Regions from separate parts of the Mus musculus genome. Here region 2 is linked to region 1. The links are chromatin contacts, called in public Micro-C maps. All regions are on one chromosome and are shown on one strand. The core of a region is the stretch at or near the end of the contact, and the rest is flanking DNA. Distances in the headings are between cores, read along the strand shown.

The links. Hi-C and Micro-C count contacts between places; a contact is called where the count stands out from the background.
Region 2: a contact with region 1 is called in a Micro-C map of muscle stem cells, with 5 times the contacts expected there. The contact joins the promoter of Cep112 here to the enhancer-like site in region 1. A contact is called at or near these places in 2 of 15 datasets of contacts at CTCF or cohesin (the NIH/3T3 cell line and large pre-B cells), 8 of 484 Hi-C or Micro-C datasets (the G1E-ER4 cell line, embryonic fibroblasts, embryonic stem cells and 3 more), 1 of 115 datasets of contacts at active chromatin or transcription factors (pancreatic cancer cells) and 1 of 9 other capture datasets (adipose tissue).

What each region holds. Positions count from the first base shown.
Region 1 is chr11:108,362,059-108,367,862 of GRCm38.p6, forward strand. It overlaps Gm36709 (a long non-coding RNA gene), which reads right to left. Exons shown (of 4, transcript XR_880267.2): 4 at 4,772-4,921. Among named protein-coding and RNA genes, the nearest start is that of Gm36709, 16 kb to the right of the region's middle. Within about 2 kb of position 3,748, at least 67 of the 459 cell types and tissues checked have an H3K27ac peak or open chromatin away from gene starts, as enhancers often do. A contact at or near this core is called in the NIH/3T3 cell line, embryonic fibroblasts, granulosa cells and 3 more, where this site is marked.
Region 2 is chr11:108,422,924-108,429,369 of GRCm38.p6, forward strand. Cep112 (centrosomal protein 112) reads left to right here and starts at 2,343. Exons shown (of 27, transcript NM_001373899.1): 1 at 2,343-2,428.

The DNA.
Region 1 (5,804 bases), core at 2,498-4,997:
CTGGCTTGCCAGTGAATCTGCGTATCCACCCGTCAATTCCCTCCCAGTGCTGGGATTACAAGTGGGCAATACAATGTCTTCATGATTGCCAGGAAAGTACTCTACCAACCGAGCCATCTCCCCAGCCTCTATTGGGTGATAATTAGCTGAATATTTCAAAGTAGCTAGTAGAGAAGATTTGAATGTCTTCAACCCAGACATGGCACACATCTGAGGCAAAGATGGATAATGGGTCTGTTACCTTGCCTTAATCATTACACATTATACATGCCTACCGACCAATGGCTGTGTGTCATCCCTTCATAAGTGTGTTCCACCAGAAATGTGAAACTAAACTAACAGTCTCAGCTTATGAACACTACTAATCATATATAATAATTCATTTTTCATATCTCCTTGGTCTCAGAAGTGATTAATCAATATTCGTTGATAAAATAGTTTGCAGTAAATGGAGGTATCAAGATCCTCTGCTACATAGTGAGTTTGAGGCCAATCTGGGCTACATAAGACCCTGTCTCTAATCCCAGCACTTGGGAGGCAGAGGCAGGCAGATTTCTGAGTTTGAGGCCAGCCTGGTCTACAGAGTGAGTTCCAGAACAGCCAGGGCTACACAGAGAAACCCTGTCTCGAAAATAAACAAATAAGACCCTGTCTCAAAAAATGAAAAACTTTCATTTGGCTCAGTAAGGGGTATCTCGTGATAAGATAATAAGTATACCACCTCTTTTGTTACATAAAATATAGTTTGTTGGATGCTTTGTTGTAGAGACAGAATCACATTATGTAGCCCTGGCTGGGCTGGAACTCAAAGAGATCTACTTGCCTCTGCTTCCCAACACTTTAATACCAAGAGCTGGGACTGAAGGCCCCGACACCATGCAAGGCATAAAGTACATCATGAGAGAGCTCCACCATCAATGGGAGGCCTCGCTAAATGTCATGCATTCAACCTGCCTGGACGCACAGAGAGCGACCCCAGAAGTCTCCAAGTATTCATTCCACATGGTTTCCCCCCTTTTTATTCCAACTAATACAACTCAGGACCAAACTCACCATCACTTTTTACAAGAATCATACATTGTGCAATAGACGGGGCATGGTGAATCATGCCTACCATCCCTAGACCTGGCAAGCCAAGGCAGGAGGATTGCTATGAATTTGTGGCCAGCCTGGGATATATTGGGAGAACCAGATCAGCTTGGACTACATATCAAGGCACGGTTCTAAAACAAAACAAAACAAAACAAAAAAACAACCAACCAAACAAAACAGATTGAAACAGTAACAACAGAAAACTCCCAAGACTATTAGAAGCTCTCCCAGGGTCACCTTGCTGTGAAAGTTGCTACTCTGTAGTCTGTTGTCTGAGAGTCCATAAACAGAAGCCTGTGGTGCGGCTCCTGCTCACCGTCACTTTTGAAAAGTTGCTTGGGTGTCCCTGGAGCCTCTGTCTGAGCAGCTGGAGGTTTGCCCACCTGCACAGGCTTAAGAACCCTGACAGCCTGCAAGCCTCACCCGCCCTCGGCCTCTTCCTTCTGAGGATTTCTGCAGCCTGTAACACCCAAAAGAAAGGCCTGGACTTTACACACTTAGATGGAAGCAGGAATTCCATGTGCCCATGGTGCATATATAATGTATGTGGAGCAAACATCTTGTTTTAGAGGTCAGAGGTCAATGCAAAGTTCCTTGCTCTGTTGCTTCCCATTTTATTTTTTAATTTCACAGGTATGGGTTTTTGCCTATCTGTATATCTGTGCACCACATTCACGCCTGGTACCATCTAAGGACAGAAGAGGATGTCAGATCCCCTAGAACTGTAGCTACAGATGCTTGTGAGCTAACATGTGGGACTGGGAATCTAATTGGGGTCCTCTAGAAGAGAAGCCAGTGCTTTTAACCACTGAACTGTCTCCTGCCCACTTTCCACCTTATTTTGAGATAGGGCCTCCCTCTAAGTCCAAAAGCTCATCAGTTAGCTGGACTGGCCAGCTGGGGGCTCCAGGGATCTCCCTGTGTGTACTGCATCACACTGTGGGTTTGGAAAACAGGGAGCTGGGGTCTGGAGAGATGGCTCAGAAAGATTACAGATGTGCACTACCACAGCTGGTTTGTGTTCTGCTGGACCCAGCGCTGAGAGAAAGCACTCTGTCAACTGAGCTGCCTGCCCAGATGTCTTTCTTCGGAAACACTCTAGAGAAGCCTGGTTCTTGCATCTTCTCTTCCTTAACCCTTGTCAGCTGTCCTCTGCTCCAGACCTGCACTCTAGTGACCGCATCCTCCCAAAGATCACTGCTCACTGTAATCCACAGATCACTTGAGCTTCTAATCGTCTGTGTGATGTCCCCATCTCTCACCTCACAACTCACTATTCCAGTAGCTTTCTAAAATACCAGTGCTAGTAACTGCTACCCAGTGTCATCTGTCCCTTCTTCCTGTTTTCTTTGGAGAGGTATCTCATCCAGGCTGAAACACGGTACTTCCAACTGCTTTGTCAGCTTAGAAGTGAGCTCGAAGCAGAAGAAAAGAGAGTAGCCTAGACACCTACCAGTCAGGCTCTTTGGTGGCTTGAACAGAGCCCCGATTTCTAAAAGTTCCTTTCCCTCACCCAGCCAGGCCTTTGGAGACTTGCGATCAGTGAGGACATTCTCCCGAATGACGGGGAGCTCTCTCACTTCCACAACATGGGTATAGTGGAAGTGTCGAATAGATTGTTGTCACTGTAGGTTTGGGGATTCCCTAGAAGTGAAATGGAAAATGCATTTGGGGAGATGAGGGTTTCTGCATAAAACATTGAGAACGGCTCCTAATCGCCTTTTCTGGCACACTGGATGACATATCCAGAGACTCTGAAGCTGCAGAGGATGGGCAGAGGAGAGTCTGACCTGTCTTAGGAGGAGCCAGATTTCTGGGGCTCCTCTTAGCTGAAGCAGGGTGAGAATGCACAGGTTTCCACATGGGCAAGATTCAGGGGAGAGCTGAGAGGCCCACATGCTCAGTGGAGATCCCTGGAAAAGCAGTAAGCCTGGATTCTCAGGCAGGGTTGAGATCAGACTCTGGGGGGTGCGGGTGGGGCTTCTGCAAGGTCAGGGCCACGTAGTTGTTTGTTTAACATAGTGAAGAGCCAAGTAGGAAAAGATATGCCCTTGGAGGTTGCTGGGGAACGCCTGTGGCACACACCCTCCCCCTCTCCCCCCCTCCCCCCATCCCCCCATCCCCCCAACGCTCCTGCCTCGCCCCACCCCAGAGCTGGAACTTTGGGCTTCAGAGACTCATTGTGGCACAGTGTATCTCTCTGCGGGGATTGTTTGCTTAGTGACACATCTTCCTGATACCTTGTGGTCATTCAACTGGCTAGGCTGGAAGTGTGTGCCAGCTTACTGAGTCAGCTGCTGGAAGGACTGTTTTAGACACGTAATCCTTCTAGAAGGCAGTGGGCAGAGGGGTAAGGAGGCTTGTAGCAGTCAAGCAAATTCCTGAGACTTTGAATAATGTCTACTTCTCTTCTGAGCCTCCTCTGTTTTCTGGACAATAATTCGGGAGCAGTAAAACCTACCTCCTTTGTGCTAAGACCAACTGAGGTTGCATATTTTCTTTTCTTTCTTTCTTTTTTAAAAAACAGGGTCTCTTATATTCGATGATGGACTTGAATTCTCTTTGTAGCCAAGGGTGACCTTGAACTTCCAGCCCTCCCGCCTCTACCCACTGAGTTCTGGCACTCCAGGCACGTGCTACCATGACCCAGCTGCAAGGTGCTAGAGTTCAAACTTCACGTGTGCTAAGCAAACACATTACCAGCTAAATGACACCTCTATCCCCGAGGCTTCGTATTAAAGCAGCCGTCATACCTCAGCCACCAAAATCTCACCTTAGCACCTCTTAAATATAGGTTACAGTGTGCAACCTTCTGAGTTCCAGATTCTATGGGTCCAGGTGGGACTTGAGAATTTGTACTTTGACTAAGTCACTAGCTGGATCTGCCACTTTTCACTGTGGAGCCAGCATTGGAGATGTAGCCCTTTAAAGCATCCAGGCTGTCTGGGATTTATATGTGGTTTTAGTGAGCTCCTATAGTCTTTTTATTCAGGTGATAGAGTCTGTAAGCCAATGCTTTGATTTCTGGTTTGTTTGTTTCTTTTTGCAAAGATACTATTAAGTTTTCCTGTCTTCCAGATATCAGCCTACTCTGCCAGAAAATAGAAACATATATTATAGCCTTTTTGTAGAAACAGTAATGACAAACCTAACCTTTCCTAAAATTTAGTGGTGGAGGGAGGCAGGGGGGATGTGCCAGGACACTTATTCAGAGGCCAGAGCACAACTGTGTAGAGTCGGCTCCCTCCTTCCACCTTCATTTGAGTTCCAGAACTTACCTCAGGTTCCCAGACTTTTATAGCAAGCACCTTTACCCGCTGAGCCACCTCATTAGCCCCATAATATTTATAGAAAGCATTCGTAAATATAGTCTGGTTCAATCTTCACCAAAACCTCATTCTGTGCTTCAGAGAAATCAATTACTTTAGTCAGATTCAAAGGGCTAGAGAAAAAGACAGAGCCTGGACTCAAACTTGGGTTTTCCACTCCATTCAGTTATTCTTCCCACCAAATCTTGGTGTCTTCATTTTCTCCATTGCTAGTACAGACTATTTTTCTGTTTTCTGTTTGTTTGTTTGTTTGTTTGTTTGTTTTGGTTAACATACATGTCATGGGTCTTGAGTGAAGCAATTGATTCACAGCAGTTTGAAAGTTTTTCAGTTTTATGGCCAACACCCCAGGAGCAGTGCACAGCAGCAGGTAGACACGCCTGATGTTTCGTGTTAGAGCATTTACCACTGAGGCATGTATGCTGAATTTCAACCAGGAAACGGTGCCTTACTCTTCAACAGAGACACTCCTTGTCCTATAGGGCTGTGTTAGAGGCAGCCTGTCCGTGTGGGAGAGAACAAGAAACAGAGGTGCGTGTTCAATCGACGATTGCTGAAAAGCAATTGGAAATTGCTTTCTATCCAGGGAAAACAAGAAAAGCCATCTAGCCATTTGCCAGGAATGGGAAATTTGCAGGAGTGAAAAAAAAAAAAAAACCAAAATGAAACAGCATTGGCTTCCTTTGTGGTAGGATGGAGAGCCAAGAAGACATTCTTACACTGTGCCATTAGGGAATTGCTTTCTTGCAGAGAGGAGCACTGTAGGGCAGGCTGGCAGGAGGAGGAAGTTAAAGAGTAGAGCTGCTGGAACCCACAAACTTGGCTTCAGATCAGCCTGTCTGTCCTTTGCTTACTGGACAACCCCAAGCAAGTCACCATCCTCTTTGACAGCAGCCACTTCTCCGTGGCTGTGGTGGGAAAAAATAGGCTAGAAGGGTTCCTGATAGCATCCCACACCATCAACAAACTGCTTCTCTCCTCCACTAATGCCATTGACCCCATCTGCCTTTACAAAAACTGAAGAGACCACGCTTTTCCTCCGTGATGCCTGAGAACAGGTGAACAGACTTGGAAACTCACGGCCCTCTAGTTTTAACTGTCAAGTTGACACAACCCAGAGTAAGCTAAGACTTCGAGATCCAGGGGTTGGCCATATCAGACTGGCCAGGGGGAATATCTGAGGGGGATTATTTTGATTGTTAATCATAGGAGTGCCCAGACCACTGTGGGTGGCACCATCCCCTGCATAGGTGGTTCTAGGCTGTATAAGAAAACTAGCCAAGGATGGGTCTGCAAGTGAGCCAGCAGGCAGCATTTCTCCATGGCTTCTTTCCTTTTTATTAGTACTTTGAGAGTTTCGTACATTTTTTTTTATCATATTCA
Region 2 (6,446 bases), core at 1,093-3,592, 59 kb after region 1:
TGCATTTATTGGTACTGCATGATGCATGATGCATGCAACGTGGATTGAGAAAATTCACACACACACACACACACACACACACACACACACTGCTTTATGTACTTATCCATTCTACAAGGTGAACATTATAGCAATCTACCCTGAGAGGAATTTTCAAGAAAACAATATACAACTCTCTCCTTCAGCCAAGCAAGATGCTCCAAGTAAGCATGTCTAGGGGGAAAAGATGGCCCTGGTCCCATCACTGTGAAGTAGGAGGGAAAGGAAAGTGGCGAATTCCCTGAGAAAAGACCGAAGAAGCTCAGCCCCAGCCCAAATGGGTGGCCTGATCCACCCAGCTGCAACAGCAAAAAAAAAAACGATCCTCTATAAGCAACCCAAAGTACCTCATGCCATTAACCAGTTCTCTGAGGCCCTGGGCTGCCGAACAGCTACCCAGCTTCTTAAGGCTACCCACACGTGTAGGGCAGAGATGAAGCAGAAGAAGCAGCGAAGGCTGCCAGCGGCCAGTGCTGCGAAGAAAGCTGTTGGCAGAGGAGACCACCTGCTCTTCTAGCAGGAGCCAAAAAGGTAGAGAATAAGAAAGCTCCACTCTTGGTGATTGCACACAATGTAGATGCTACTGAGCTGTTGGTTGTCCTGCCTGCCCTGTGTCACAAGGTGGGGATTCCGTGCAGCAGCATCAAAGAGAAGGCCAAGCTGGGGTGGCTGGCCCACAGCAAGGCACGCACCACTGTGGCCTGCACCCAGATTAACTCGTGAGACAAAAGATAAGCTGGTAGAAGCTATCAGGACCAATGACAAAGCCAGGTACAAGGAGATCTGCCACCACTGGGTGACCTATGGTTCCCATTTTCAAGCTGGAAAAGAACTTGCCACTGAACTAGGTTAATTGTACACTGCTAAGTTTTCTGTCCATAAATATAGATTTAAAGTCATCCTTCAAAATGTACAATATAGTTATGGCCCATAGTCACCACGTTGAATGGTGACTTTAGTCCTCTTGAATTTCTTTCTTCTACTTGGAAGTCTGTATCCTTTGATCAGTAAGTGCACCTCTTCCAAGTGGTCTCTGACTCGTCTCATTTCTGCATACGTGGGTTTTACAATCTGATTCTTAGTACCAACGATCTGGATTGTGGGACAATCGCTCAGCTGCGAGTGTGCTCAAATAATGCTTTTGGAAACCAAATATTCTTGAAAGCATTCTTTCTTCTGTAGTACAAATTGCCTCTGAAATAATGAACAATTGCTGTCTCTTCCAGGGAGGTGGATTCCAAAGTGCACCTTGAAAGAACGTAGTCTTCTTCTGGAAGCTGAAAACAGCTAATTGCAAACAAGCGACTCCTCTACTTTCCTTATGTAAACTTGAAAAGATGCTTCAAGCTGTGCTTCAATTGAGGTTTGGCACCACACTGAGTGCATCGCAAAGACTCTGCAGAGGGATTCTATTGTGAACTTAGGTGAAAAGCAGCGGCACACTGCATTTCATTGAAGGGAGTGTTTTTTACAATTTAAATTTTGTTTCTGTTGGTATTTTAAATTATCCAGTTCAGAGCTTCCAGAAACGTAAAAGATCAAAGAACACCAGTACACAGCAAAGTTGACCGCCCGAGGTCCACCAGACTTCCTGGGAAGCGCAAAAATACATTTTCTCCCCTACTTGATGGTACTATTCTGTACAGAGTGTTAAACAGAAAGCTTTTAAATTTCAGTTCAGGATCTTGCAGGGTTAGTGTTTTCAGACTTATGATGGTTCTAAATAACAAATGTAAATATCCTGCTCGTTGTTTTGAATAATTCACCTCTGGAGTGTGAACTAACAAGGGTAAATTTTCATGCTTCGGACTTACTCAACGGTGATGTCTGTTCAAACGACAGGCTTTTCTGCCAATTACTGTCCAGTAGTTCCATCACTTTTGAGTTTTTCTTGTTCTTTCTCCTCAATCTTTAAAGTGCTCACAAGCGACTGAGTAAGAAGTCAGGAAGATGCAGCATCCACTGTATAGTCCAGGGATCACAGAAGATTAAGCCTGGAAACTAACCGTTCTGGGGAGATGGGCTAAAACCACGAGCTCGGCGCCTGCGCAGTAGACTAGACAGTTACCATAGCAACGGAGCTGCTTGCTGGCGCCATTTCTCGGAGGGTGGGGAAACAGTGAGGAGGGAAGTCTCCGCCCTTAGCATGCGAACTGCCCGAAGGGCGGAAATTCCCGCCCCCTCGGACTTGAGGAGCAGTGACAGACCTAACCCGGAGCGTCGCCATGGCAACAGAGTTGAATGCCAGCCGCAGCTCGAGGGGGCGGGACAGGCGAGTTTGCTAGTCCCGCCCCCGGTTTGCTGGACGGCCCGCAAGGATTTGAAACCGTTTGGCTGTGGCGGCTGGGCGTCGGCGGCCGAGTGGACGGCTTGCTTGTTGGGGCGCCAGGTTCTCTCTCTCTTGTTTCTCCCATCGACAATCCCCACCCGCCTCCTACTCCCAGGTTCTGAGTGGAATTTTGCGCGGGATGGAGCCCCCGCGCGTGCGGGTTGGCCCGGGGAGGGGCGTCGCCCGCAGGCCCGGGACCCGCGCTTGCGGCCTGTGTGGCGCGCGCGCCGGCGGGGTCAGCAGCCGAGCGACGGCCAGGGAAAAGTTCTCAGGAAAGTTTGGGCAGGCGGCATGGCGGGACCCAGAACCCCGAGGTAGGGGGCTTGCGGTTGTGAGAAGAGGTCTGTGTCCTGGAGCAGGTAGGAGAGCGGCCCGGGCCTGGGTGGGCCACACAGGCGCCGCTCCCGGTGCCCACTCGGGCGGAGGAAGTGACCGCCAGGAACCGGACCGCTGCAGTTCTTAGGTGCTGTCAGATCAGTCAGAGGAGGAGAATCAGACTGCAGGCCGACTCCGAGAAAGTCCTGATGAACAGTGAACTTGCAAGGACCCAGACTGGAGTCCCTGCCCTTTGGGGACCCAGCCTGGAGTCCTTGCCCTTTGTGGGGACATAGAGTGTAGTGATCCAGAGAGCAAATAAATAGGACCGCTGACCTTTGTTTCATCTTCGAGACAGAGTGGAATTCACAGAGATCCACCTGCCTCTGCCTCCTGAGTACCCCCCCCCCCATCAGTATGCTGGTATTTTTATGATTTGCATTTCCTATTTAAAGATACATGAAAGTAAGATAGAAAAGGCAATCAAAATGCCAGTGAACCTCATTACACAGCGACCACCTCTCCAATGCCCAGCAAAGCGGAGAGGAGGATAATTGTGCAGTATTCAGGTCCAGGATTGTCTCTTGGATTTGGGTCAGGTCCTGCACACTGTTAAGCCCCAGCTTCAGGCCTGTAAAGGACAATGGGAACTGTTCCTGTCAAGTTAGGTGCATTTGATGACATGCCGGGATACAGTTATGACACTCATAGTCTTGACCTCAGATATTTTCAGGAACTGTCCAACTTGTTTTAAAGAGAGTCTCTCACTTGGACCTGGGCTCCCTGATTAAGCTTAGCTGGCAGCCCAGTGTCTTCTGGGAAGGCTTCTGTCCCCCCTTCCTTCAAAAAAGGCAAAACAACCAAAACCCCCAAATGTGCCCGGGTAACCCTTGTTGATTTGTTGGCGTTTCAGGGCTTCTGTGTTATTCTTCACAATATACTCAACATATAATCTGATGGAACAAAAAGCATTTACACAACTTTCAGGAATAGATTGCGCTTGGCGAGGGGCATGCTCTGCATATGAAGTGTGTCTCTCCTTTTTAAGGATGTTACTATTGCTGGCTTGCTTGAGGTTTGCTGACTTCTGTGGCAGCCAGGAACCCTAAGAAGGTCTTAGCCCATTTCATATTTCATAGCTGTCCACAAAGAAATGGATTTTTTTTAAAGGCGAGACTAATGAGTTAAATAAAAGGCAGTATAAATACAGAATATAACTAAAAGGAGAGCCACCCAACTTCTTTTATTCCTTCTGAGGAATTCCTTTTTATTCCTTTTGTATATGCAATAGTCACATTGTAGTCGGTATCAGTGAAAGGCATACTATGAGTAATTTAATCCTAAGCCAGAATAGAGCTTTACTTATTTTACAGTTTTTTTTTAAATGGTTTTTCTCCATAGCTCTGGCTGTTCTGGAATTCACATTATGTAGACCAGGCTGGCCATGAACTCACAGACATACCTGCTTCTGCCTCCCAAGAGTCAGCACACACCACAGTGCCAGGCTTTTATTTTTCTATCTTGATACCTTAAATTCAAAGATCTGAGGAATAGTATAAAAACCTTTTCAACAGCTAGACATAATTTATGTGCACAATGTAATTTGTGTAGCAGGAATTCCTTCAAAAATTGAGATGTTAATTTATATATTTTTTGTTGTTGGCGAATGAATAGGGGCAAGGAAAAGCAGACTTTTAGCTTCACTATGTATCACTCCGGCTCTGTTTTTACGTGGGTTTGGCATGCACACAGATTTGGAGGCCAGGGGTCAAACTTGACCTCAGATATTTTCAGGAACTGTCCAACTTATTTTAAAGAGAGTCTGTCACTTGGACCTGGGCTCCCTGATTAAGCTTAGCTGGCTGGCTAGTGAGCTCTAGGGAGCCACCTGGCTCTGCCCTTCCTTCCGGTGCTGGAATTGCCGTGCCACCCCTTGGCCCAGCTTCTTACTGGTTACTAGAGAAGCCCGTTCTTCCTGTCTGAGCTGTCTCCCCAGCTTTTGTTCGTTGTGATGCTCTTAGAATGAGTACTTGACTTGGTTATTCCATGTCCTGACAGCAGCTCAGACAGCCTTTCTGCTACTCAAATTACTTGTTTTTTTTTTTAAGTTGGAGATATTGCTGATTTACATGCAAATGGCTAAATGGTCAGATATAATGGCTGTAAGAGCTAGGGATTTCAGAGTTTTAATCTGGGATTTGTGTAATTATGATTTTGGTGAGTCACTTAGCTGCTGAATTTTAGTCTCCTCTAATATCAAACACTAACATTTCCACAAAGGTCAAAGGATTTATTGAGAATTAGTGATTATGAGGAATCTTTTTTTTTGCTTTGGCCACAGCAAACAACAGGCTTAGGCAGGAATCTGAGTACCAGGGCATGGTGTGCAAGCTGGCGGTGCATCAAGGGCAGAGCTGGGCTTACAGCTTTGGATCTAGCAGTTTCCATAGGTTTATGTATCCATTTGAGTAGTTGTTGTCAACTTTATTATCTAATACCCAGTATGCTAGCGTACTGTGCTTTGTATAATATCATACTGTACTTTTACCAAGTACATAACCAGATATGTTATAGGATTTTAAAGTGAGACAAATCAAATACAATGCCTTCAAACCTATCAACTAGTCATAAAATTAATTTAAATCAAGTTACTTGATTTAGTTTAAAAAATTAGTTCATTAATTAATTTAGTTATTTATGTAGTGCGGAGAATTGAGACCATTGCCTCATATATGCTAGGTAAATACTCTGCCACAGAGCTGCCTCCCCAACCCTGAATAAAGTTAGTTTAACCATGTCTTAAAATTGAAAAATATTCCTTCCTCTGATCCACAGAAAGTAGGATGGCCATTTTTTGGCAAATGCAATTAGAAACATGTAATATTTCTGTTCTGTAAGACCTGTTTGGTGTTTGGAATGGAAGCATTAAAAACCAACCATTTGGGGGCTGGGGAGATGGCTCCATCTGCAAAGTGCCTGCTGTTTAAACATGAGGACATCGGCTTGGATCCCCAGCACTCAAGGAAAAGGCAGATGTGGTAGTGCAGATCTGTAACGCTAGGGACAGGTAGATTTCTAGTTCTCATTGGCCAGATGGCTTAGCTGAATTCATGAGCTCCAGGTTTACTGAGAGGCCCTGTCTCAAAAACTAATGTGGATTGAGATCAAGGGACACATGCAAAATTCCTCATGGACGTGTATACCCACATAAACTTGTGTGATCCCCCAAACAATTTGTCAAAAAGTCATACAAAAGTTGAACATTGATCTGTTTATCCAGCAATCAATTCTTTGACCCTAACATACTTGATAATATGTGAAGTTCCTTCTAAGATGTGAGTCATGACCCCTACTTTCCAAGAGTCTCCCCAGATGTAGAAAATACGTAAATGACAGATAAATGTATGGTAAATGTAGCGACACAGATGTGAGCATTTTACAGAAAGAAGAGAGCAACAATTAGCTGAGGGTAAGTAGACTAGCTACATTCAGCAATGACATCTGAGCTACATTTATCTGTCTCAGGTCTGTAAAGACCCTTGCATCAGGAGCAGAACCAGGTAATGGCTTGGAGTGTTTGAAGAATGGTTAGAAGACTGTAGTGACAACGGTGGGTTTGTTTAGTCAGACAGAGTAGCTGTGGTAAGAAGTAGGCTAAAATGGGAAGGCACCTGCATGGCTAGCACAGGGTTTGCAAAGTATCCTGTAGTAGGCAGTAGAGAGAGTTTGAAAAGTTATGATAAGCTTCACTTTTTTCTCAGGT